Linked DNA regions of Oryctolagus cuniculus: region 1 is linked to region 2. Evidence: chromatin contacts called from public Hi-C data. All regions are on one chromosome and are shown on one strand. The core of a region is the stretch at or near the end of the contact, and the rest is flanking DNA. Distances in the headings are between cores, read along the strand shown. Region 1 holds the start of CWC15 (CWC15 spliceosome associated protein homolog). Region 2 has its middle 52 kb from the start of AMOTL1.

Evidence for each region. Hi-C and Micro-C count contacts between places; a contact is called where the count stands out from the background.
Region 1: a contact with region 2 is called in a Hi-C map of embryonic fibroblasts, with 2.2 times the contacts expected there. The contact joins the promoter of CWC15 here to the enhancer-like site in region 2. A contact is called at or near these places in 5 of 6 Hi-C or Micro-C datasets (ear pinna, embryonic fibroblasts, psoas muscle and 2 more).

What each region holds. Positions count from the first base shown.
Region 1 is chr1:86,203,704-86,208,774 of mOryCun1.1, forward strand. CWC15 (CWC15 spliceosome associated protein homolog) reads right to left here and starts at 2,003. Exons shown (of 7, transcript XM_002708624.5): 1 at 1,863-2,003; 2 at 691-829. The coding sequence starts at 821. KDM4D (lysine demethylase 4D) reads left to right here and starts at 2,082. Exons shown (of 3, transcript XM_002708442.4): 1 at 2,082-2,447; 2 at 3,928-4,021.
Region 2 is chr1:85,884,274-85,889,735 of mOryCun1.1, forward strand. No RefSeq gene overlaps it. Among named protein-coding and RNA genes, the nearest start is that of AMOTL1, 52 kb to the right of the region's middle. Within about 2 kb of position 2,903, at least 1 of the 8 cell types and tissues checked has an H3K27ac peak or open chromatin away from gene starts, as enhancers often do.

The sequences.
Region 1 (5,071 bases), core at 753-3,252, 320 kb after region 2:
AGATTTATTATAATGTCCTTAATTTTTTGAACTATGCACTTGGCTCAGTGGTTATGGTGTTGTTTGGGACACTCCATAAAGGAGTGTCTGGGTTTGAGACTCATCTTTATTCTCCATTCCAGCTTCCCAGTAATGTGAACTCTGGAAGGCAGAAGGTGATGGTTCAAGTACTCAGGTCCCTGTCATCTACCACATGGGAGACACAGATTGAGTTCTTGGTTCCTGGCTTAAGTATGGCCCAGCCCTGACAGTTGCAGGCGTTTGGGGAGTGAACCAGCAGATGGGGGATCTCTTTCACTCCGCTCTTCAAATAAAATAAATAATTTTTTCCCTAAAAGCAGGTATTTAATTGTTGTATTATTAGAAATTCAGGGCCTGTTACAGTAACGCTTTCAATGTCATGTTGACTAATGCTGGTAAGTGCATAGTTTCTCTGAGATAATCCACTAGCTACCATTCCATCTCCATATGGAAACTCCTGGATAATAAGAATTTGGGCTGCAGGAAGGGGATAGAACTTTAAAATCACAGAGTGTAATTTTGATGTTAAACTTTCTATTGTATTCTATTCCTCTGAAAATGGTAACTGAAGTGATACAATTCAAACCTACCCCTACTACACATCATGGCCATGCTTTTCAACAGATTAGGCCTATTTCATGAGCAAGAAAAAGCTGCGAGTCTTTATACCTATATTTTATCTTTGTATGGGAAGGTAAGTCTCGGCTGGAATACTGCTTTGAGAGTTGGCTCAGATCACCTTCCCCTTTTCCTCTTCCACCTCTTGCAGGTTCAAAAGTTGGTCTGGCTGCTGTCGTCATCTTTGACGCTATGGGGGAAAACAAAGTTGTTTCTAATGCGACATACTTTCACTGTGTAAGGTACTAAACAAATATCCATCCTTGTGAAATAATCTCAAAACTTGCTTCAATAACCCTCCCAAACCAAAGTTCTGAAGGAAACCAATTATGAGGTGCAAGGGCAGCTTTTATCTCACACCAAAAATTCTGTGGTGAAGACCTGAGTTTCTGCTCCTGTTCCCCTTCTGTGTGGCCTTGGACAAGTGACCAATCTTTCATTTATAGAATGGGGCTATTCCTCAAAGAATTATGAGATCCCACATGTCAAAGCCCTAAAAGTTCTCAGTTTAAACCTTAGTTTAAATGTCCTTAAGGAAAAGACAAAAAGAAAGAAAATTTAAAAATCACTGACAAACTCTTAAGTGTCCCAGAGGTAAGTGTGCTGAAAATCAGTGGGAAACATTCTCCAACAATCTTGTGGATTCGATTTTCTCCTGGGACAGTCCTCACAACATACACGTCAGGCTACAATTTAAGAAATGCTCCAATGACAGAAACCTAATCCTCAAAGGAATCTGATAACGGAAAGAATACTGCCCAGCTGATGGGGCTACTAAGAGCCCAAAAGCCCGTTAACGTCAGAAAAGCAAGTGTCTGGGGAGGGTGCAGAAGACGGCAGGATTATTTTGTATGCTTCCCTCGGTTTCCAAAAGGCCGTGAAAGCCTGCGTAAGGAGAGAGAGAAGCAGGTTTTCTAGGGTCGGGGGCGCCGCCGCTTCCCAAAAGCTTCAGGTTGATCACTCCGGCCGCCCGGGAGCCCGCCTTTCGCCTGGCTGGCCTGCTTCAAGCCCCGGCTTAAAGCCACAGAGGGCAGAGCTTCGTTCCGCGCTGGAGGCCGGGGGCTGCGGGCGCGCCCGGCCGGCACCGGGCTCCACCGCCCGTCCGCGGCTCCCGGTCTTTCCCGCCGGCGCTCGGCACTCGGCCAACGCCAACTCTGACCCCGACTGCCGTCTCCCACGCCACCCGGATAAGAAACACAAACTGCTCTCCCCGTGCCGCTCACCTAGGAAGACGTCCGATACTACACTCACGGAAAATCATACAGACGCCATTGTGCTTGATAGCTCCCAGAAACCTCTGCGCCCAGGGCCAAAGCCCAAGACCCGGAAGCAAAACCCGAGCATTTTTAACCGCCCCAAAGAGGTGGCGGCAACGACCAATCCTCAGAGGCCAAAGTGGAAGTCGGTGTGACGACATCAAGGGGCGGGGCTGAAACGGCCCAGGGGGCGGGCATTTGAAATCAGTGCTTTAGAGCAGACCTTGAACATCATCTTACGCTTTCGAGAGCCAGTTACTTAATGTCTCTTCCGTCTTTCCCTTCCCCAACCCCCCCTCCCAGACTCCTTCATTCCGGCACTGCGTGGATGGAAAACCCGGTGTAGCCGACACCACATCCATGGCTAGCGGGAGAGAGCGTGCAAAGGGATTTCACCAAACAGTTTAAATCCAACGATTCTGTTTCCATCCTTTCTCCTGAGCTAGAGCCAACAAGCCTAGAAAACTAGGCTGCGGAAACACTAGTGTTTTCATTTAATTGGATATGAAGAAAGAACAAATATGTGCGGGGGCAACCACGATCTTTATAAAGGTACCATTCCTGCAAAAATATTAGACTTCACAGCAAAGGTTGTATTCGTATTGTTTGCTAAGTTTTTTTTTTTTTTTTCCCTTTAAAATGCCCTTAAGTTCTGTGAGAGGGGAGATGTCAGCATTAGCGTTTACGACCTTGAACGTTTAGAACGGTGGGCCCAACCGCCAGTGGCACGGGGTGGAATTATTAAGATGGCTACTGATGCATTAGGGGAGGTTGTAGTAAGACCAGGAAAAGGCAAAAAGTAAATCACCAGTCGTTTTTCTTTCTCCCCTGAGAAACAAGCACTCTGAGAGCAGGGATCTTGTTTGTTTAGTCCTTCCTGGTAGAGTGTCACACATGGTAGTATCCTGCGCAGTATTTGTTAAACCAGTGAAAATTTAAGTTTTCCCAATTTAGTGTCAAAATTGAACATTGAAGGATTTTTCCTGAAAATTCTTTCTTTGAAACTTTTAAGTGAAACCAATGTAGAAAAAGCGCCTTCCTCTGTAAGGTTCAAGTTGGAAAATTTTGTGTGTGTTTGCTTTTTCTTTCAAATATATTCCTCCCCAAGTCCTGCACATCAGTAAAGGATGCAGCCATCACACTAGTTACTCAAACCAAAAACCCCAGGGCACCTACTTAACAGTTGCTTTTGCTTCACTATTCACATCCTGTTCCTTCGCAAGTCTTGTCAAAATTTACCCTAAATTCCATTCCACAATCATGATCTCATCAAAACCACCATCATCTTCCACCTGGATAGTGATTAATCATAGCTAGCATTCCTCACTTGCATAAAACCCCCTGCACTTAGATTAAAGACCACCTTTCTCACCGTGGCCTGTGGAGTCTGGCTCCTGCCTTATCTCCCTGATTTCACTCTGAAGCAGTCATTGTTACACACCAGACTCTCCATGGCTGGAGGTGCAGCTACGTGGGCATTTCTGTTTCATAAAATAAGGCAGGATTGGTCCTTACCTTAGAACTTTATAGTGGCTTTTCTCTGTTGCCTATAGTCCAAGATAACTGTTGCCATCCTTCAAGTAGCAGTTCAAATGCTACCTCCCCAGGGAGATTTTCCCTGACCTCTGCATTTGCATCCCCGCCCCTCCAGCATGCAAAGTCGTATCATTATCCTGCTTCATACCAGTGAATACTACCTGAACCTGTTCTGTTCCTTCTTTATTGCTTTGTTGCTTGTCTGAGAGGCAGCATAGCAAAGCCATTAAGCGAAAGCCCGACTGTCTTGGTTCTAAACTCCAGTTCTGCCCTTTTGTAGCTGTATAACCTTAGGCAAGTTATTTTCCCTTTCTAATGCGCTCAGTTTCCTCATGTATAAAATGGAGAAAATTCTAGTTCCTACTTCATAATGTGACTGTAAGAATGAATATTTGTAAAGTGCTTAGAACTGTCTCAGCAAATAATACTTGCTAAGTAAATGTTAGCTATTATTATTAATATTATTTTATTATTGTTGTCTATCTTCTTGTATTAGAACATAAGTTCCAGGAAAGCAGGAATCTTGTCTGTCTTGCTCACTGGTGTGTTCTCTGCATATAGAGCTGTGCCTGACACTTAATAGGTGCTGAGTAAGTATTTTCTGAATGAATGAATGAATGAATGATGCACTATGAAATAGAGGAATGTAGCAGCGATGGCAAGATGGTAACACAATTATAGCAAATAGTTTTTATGTTCCAGCTGCCCTTTTCAACCCTGCATGAATCACTTTAATCTGTTTAATTCACAGCCCACTGCTCCATCTTTTGACTGCTAACTGCTACTCTATAATTTCATTAGCACCAACATCTAACATAATCAGTCCACAAAAACTAAGAGCTTTTGACCTATTGACCTGAAAGTATTAAAAGAAACTACATATGACATGAAAGTACTAATAGGAAAAAGTTCTGATTTATTTCAACAGTTTGAAAGTATCAGAAAGGAAAAAATATGTTTACTGAAGACTTAACATTCACCCTATCATTTAACTCTGCTGGCCAAAATCATATAACCTCCCAAGAACTCTTATTTTAAATGTATTATTACCATAATATAGTTGAGCTTTTGCGTCTGCAGTCGTCTTTTGTCCCTCTATTTTTCCCCTCTCCAATAATATTTACCACATTCCCTTCTTTATTCAAGTCTGTGTGCCTTTTCCATCTCCTTCCCCTTCCGCTTCCTTTCTCCTATGAGTAAAACATCTTAATTCTCGGGGAAAATAGATCTTGAAGAACCCCTCATCTCCCCTCTGGGCAGATCTATAGGCTACCTTTGGCTGTGCCCATATCCTCAGCATTCTATTGGTACTAGAGCTGAGGTAACCTGTGCCCTGGGTCTCAGTCACTTCACTCTTACTGGCACCCTGCTGTATTTCCTGTTTCTCCTACTCTGCGAAGCCTTCCCTTTTACCACCTTTTGTACATGGGGTAGTGCGTCTTAACCTTAAAAATGTTCCTTCATTTTAATATGAGAAAGGTAGTATTCTAATTTAATAGGAAACAATGTTTTCTATAATAAACTGAGACTGCAAAACTGGCTATTCTTATAATCATATAATTATAATCATAATCTTATGATTCTAGCTTCAAGGCTTACACAAAAGCAATACCCAAAAGGGAAAACAAAAAAACATTAAA
Region 2 (5,462 bases), core at 1,653-4,152:
TGTTAGACTGTGGATTCTTCCAGAGCAGGTACTGTGTAATGAAGTGTGTCCAGGACTTCACCCAGTGCCTGGATCACATGGTAGAAACATCAGAAAGTACACAGGTGGAGGATAGGTGGATATAATTTCCCTCACCCCTCCCCAATAGAAGGGCATCTTGGTGTAGCCTTGAGTGCATTATATTGCTACCTATAGAAGCACTTTCTTTTTTAAAAAAAATTACTTATTTCTTTGAAAGGCAGAGTTACACAGAGAGAAGGAGAGAGAAAGAGAGAGATAGAGATAGAGAGAGAGAGAGAGAGAGAGAGAGAGAGAGATCCTCCATCTGCTGATTCATTCCCCAAATGGCTGGGGCTGGGCCAGATCAAAACTAGGAGCTAGGAGCTTCATCTGGATCTCCCCCATGGGTGCAGGGGCCAAAGCACTTGGGTCATCCTCTGCTGCCCTCCCAGGCACATTAGTAGGAAGTTGGATTAGAAGCAGAGCAGCCAGGACTTGAATGGGTGCTGGGATACCGGCATCCCAGGCAATGGTTTAACCCATTACCCCACAATGCTGGCTCCTACAGAAACATTTCTTTAAACTAAGGTGCAGCAACGTGTTGAGCACAGTTTGTCACCAGAGCTTATGGCTTTAGAAAGAGCCTGTCCTCGGGCAGCAGGAGGGTTTCCTTCACGTCCCGCAGTGGCTTACAAAGCTGCACACACCTCCTCCCTGACAGTATCCATTCGTCATACAGTACATTGTCAAGGCAGAATAGTTGATGCTGAAAGCAGAGTGGCTGTGTTTCCACAGGATGCAGTGCATCCGGGGTGGGGGAGAGGGGCGCCACAGATAAACCCTACAGATGATAAACCCTACAGCTCTCTTTGAATTTTATAGACTTATCTGTTAATCTCCAGTGTCTTAGGGAAAAACTCCTTGTGATGTGAGCAAATTCCACCTGGTCTTTGGTTGGTCATTTCCTCTCCCTTCAGGATGTCCGGGCCTGATAAGCTCTCAATGCAGATGCCAATCAAGCCTCACCCTGAGACCACTACAAGAGTCTTAGGTGACAAAGCACATTCTACACAAAGAGTTAATGCCCAGACTCTATAAAGCTTACAAATCAGACAGGAAGAGATAAGTGATTCAACAAAACTATCGACTAGGGATACAGACAGGCAATGCACAGAAGCATAAACCCAAATGGCCCCTAAATATCTGAAAAAGGTGTTCACCTTCACTGGGGATCAGGAAAATGCTAATTAAAACACCAAGATACCGTTTCACACCTGTAATGCTCACAAAAATTAAAATGTGGAATACTAAGAGTTGGTGAGAACCTGGGGAAACAGGAATGCTCATATGTTGCTGTTGAGAACATAAGTCAGTACAACCATTCTGGAGGGTAATTAGACAATGTGTGGTCCGATTGAGACGATTCAAGACCTTTAGTCCAGGGCCCAAGGTTGTTCACTGCAGCTTTGTTGGAACACTATCAGAAACAACATAAATGCCATCAGCAAGAGAATGGCTAGGCAGAATGGAATGCTATTCAGCAGTTAAGGTGAATGAATCTATCCGTACTAAAATAGCATTTATATAGGCCCAAAACCTCATCAAATGAATCATATGCACAGAATGAAAAAAAAAAGTATAAAAATCTTAAACAGCCAAAATAATGCTTTTCAGTACATATTGATGTATAAGTAATAATAGTCTTAAAAAACACAGACACAGAGGTCGCCTGCCCAATTCAGGACACTGGTTATCTCTGGTGAGGGAAAATGGAATGGAGAATGAGCTTATCTGTAAAATGAGGAGCAAAAGAGAAAAAAATTCTCTGTCACCCTCCTGGTCTGTGCTTCAGCCTCTCCACCCTGCTGGGCCCCAAGAGGCCAACATTTCTGCTTCCCAGCCCTCTGGCTTCCTGTTTGGTTTCATCCAACAGGGAATAGGGCCAGAGATGGAAAGGATTGGGAAAGGGTAGCCGGGGATTTTATGTTTTTATTTCTACATTCTCTTTCTCCCTCTCCCTCTCCCTCTCCCTCTCCCTCTCCCTCTCCCTCTCCCTCTCCCTCTCCCTCTCCCTCTCCCCCTTCCCTCCCCTCCTCTTCCCCCTCCCCCTCCCTCTCTGCAGGTAACAATACCTGACCTTGTCCTTGTACTATGCTGAGGCTTCCTCCACTCTTGTGATTTTCCTTGATTACTTCTTGGTTGCATAATTCCTGTGAGAGTCCTTCTTCATACAAAAGTATTGAGGTGCGTACTATAGACTGTGCAGCAATTTTTGTATTTTAAAAACAAAAAGTTTACAAAAGGAGAAGAAAATGGGATTAGAGATAGAAGGCATTGAAAGGGAAGAAGCCAAAAAGTATGAAAAAGCTTCCTCAAATTGGGGCTACCGTGAGGAACTCGACAGTAGTATACGTAAGGACGCTAATGCTTGTGTTGTTTTGGTCAATCACGTCTCACTGGGACTCCCACACTCCTACAAAGACACAACCTGCAGCGTCCATCCCACGCCTCATCACTGACTTTATACGTAATGGGGAGAATGCTCTACACTTGCAACTGAATCTCTCTGGTTGGTTTTGTTCCACGAACATGACTGCGGGTTCCCACTCTGTCGCCCATTGCTCTGGATGCTGGTGGCACAGGCTTGTCAGAGCCCGTCCTGCTCTCCAGAGCTGTGCTGCCTGGCAGGATGGGCCATCTCCTTATGAAGAGGAATCTAAGAGCTTTGCTCAGGTCTCAGGAACACAAGTGGAACTCAGGGAAGGCTTCCTTGTGCAAATGAAGCCTAGGCTGAGGCTTATGGGGACAGCGTCACTGTCACTCATTTCCTAAACAGCTGCTGAACACAGTGTTATGTGATCCCGACACAGGTCCTGGGAAGGAACAGCCGGTCTGCACCCCCAGAGTGGCACCGTCCAAGAGCGCATGGTGATAAGCGGAAGGTTCCACGTGGTGCTACTGGCCACAGGTACTTATTAAGTACTTGAACTGTTGCAGTTGTGACGAAAGAACTGAATTTTAAACTCTATTGGTTAACTCCAATTTTAAAAGCTACATATGGTTAATGGTGACCCTATTCGTCAGCTCAGGGTCACAATCTACTGGAGCAGACTGCAAATTATAACCACAGTGACCAACAAGGGCAGTTATGCCATCTTTTTTGTCTCATACAATAAACATTTTTGAGAGTCTATTATGAAGGTACCCAAAAAAGTTTGTGGAGAAATGGATTAAGAGGTAAGTTTATATTGGTGAAAAACTTTTTTTTTTTTTTTTTTTGACAGGCAGAGTGGACAGTGAGAGAGAGAGACAGAGAGAAAGGTCTTCCTTTGCCGTTGGTTCACCCTCCAATGGCCGCTGCGGTCGGCGCGCTGCGGCCAGCGCACCGCGCTGATCCGATGGCAGGAGCCAGGTGCTTCTCCTGGTCTCCCATGGGGTGCAGGGCCCAAGCACCTGGGCCATCCTCCACTGCACTCCCTGGCCACAGCAGAGAGCTGGCCTGGAAGAGGGGCAACCGGGACAGAATCTGGCACCCCAACTGGGACTAGAACCCAGTGTGCCGGCGCCGCAAGGCGGAGGATTAGCCTAGTGAGCCGCGGCGCCGGCCTGTGAAAAACTTTTAAAAACTGTTCATATGCAGGGTCTTTTAAAAGCTGATGGAAAGATGTGTATTACGAGAAGCCATACATCAATTTAAAACTACTTTGCCCCAAAGTAAACCTATCTTGTAATTCATTTTCCATGAACTTTTTAAAGTACCCTGTATGTGCTGGCACCATGATAGGAAGATAACTAGACCCTGGCCCCTGGCAACAAGGGGACCATAACACTCTGGGATTCTCACACCAGCCAGGTCAAATCCCCCATGTGGAGAAACCTTTTGTAACATGTAGAACACTGAGACATAAGTACATCTCAGTGGAAAGTCATGATCTCTACAAGCACAGAGCCAGGAGCGTTTGCCTAGTTGGGACTATGCTGAACCTCAGAATCTTCATTGGGAACATCAGGAGAGGACAGGTTTGCATACTTATGTACATATGTAAGTGTTGGAAATGAGCCTTCAACTTTGAGCTAAACGAAGACTCGGAAGGATTTGCTGGTAACGTACCGACATGGCGGGTGGGAACCACACCCAGTTCACGCATCGCTTATACACTTACATAAAGCAACTGCATAAGACACACCAGGCATTCTGATACCAGTTCCCCATTAAGGCGGAATTGAAAGCCGCTCTTAGCGTGCGTGGCTTAAATTCCTGGCCCCGTCTGACTGATCTTTGTGAGTCTCCCTTTGTTCTTATCAGGGCACGAGCAGTACCATCTGTGCGGGGACGTACCTCCTCCTTCAGAACTCTTCATTTCCCTCTGAACTTCTGCACTCGCTCATGGCAGCTCTCTCAGCCACTTCCAGGAAAGGTTCTGGAAGATGCGGCTGGGCCTCTGGCTCTAAATTGGGCCCTCTGCACCTGTACCTACATTCTCTACAGTCCTTCCTTCTTCCTGTGAAGTAAGCCGCCTTCTCAGTGTGGGTAACAGGAGGGGTTTACAAGTCCTTTAGACAGGGAGTCAGCTCTAGCTGCAACTCAATTCCTGGATTATGCAGCACATGGCACTACCTGTGGAACACCATCAGACATGCCTCATTTGCTCCCCTCACTACTAGCTTTCCTGTTAAATTATGTGCTGGATTTTGCAGAGTGGGCAAGCCGGCCACTGACAACAATGCCTGACACCTCTTTTGGGACCTCAGCCTCTTCCTTTGAGAACTGAGCCCCATCCTCCCTTTGCTGCAGGGCCACCATGGGTCTATGCCATGTGGTTGTGCTTGTAGCATGTGTCCTGTGCACCTAGGCTCAGGGGACTGCACTGGGGATGCACAGCTGTCCAAGATGTCTTCTCTGAGAGTAGAGAACTAGGCTGGCAGCTGCGATGGTGAGATGAGATTACATGTGATGGCAACCACAAAGCACAAATTGGAGAGCACATGAACTTGGTCCACAGAGAGAGGACACTGGGGTAAACGCTCGGAGACAGTTCCCCCTGGGCACTGCAAATCCTGGTTTCCTGTCCTTCCTCGGGCCACACTGCATTATTCCTCGGGATCCACAAGACATCCTTGATTCCTCAAATCAAATTCCCCTGAATTCGCTATGGTGAGTCTCTCTCTCTCTCTCTCTCTCTCTCTCTCTCTCACACACACACACACACACACGGGTTATTAAATGGAAGATATGACAATAGAAATTTAAAATGTCCTTTATGATTTCTACCCATGGTATCCACGCTTTGTGAAGTCCCCTCCCTTCAGTTATGGGAGTGGGCGACAGCCTGTTTCTAACCAACAGAACACAGAGGGTCTTCACAAAGCTCATGGGAAAAGTGTATTATCAAAAAACTATTGGTGGATCCAATGTATTTTTTGCTCCAAAATGAACTCATCTTTTAAAGTCCATTTTCCCA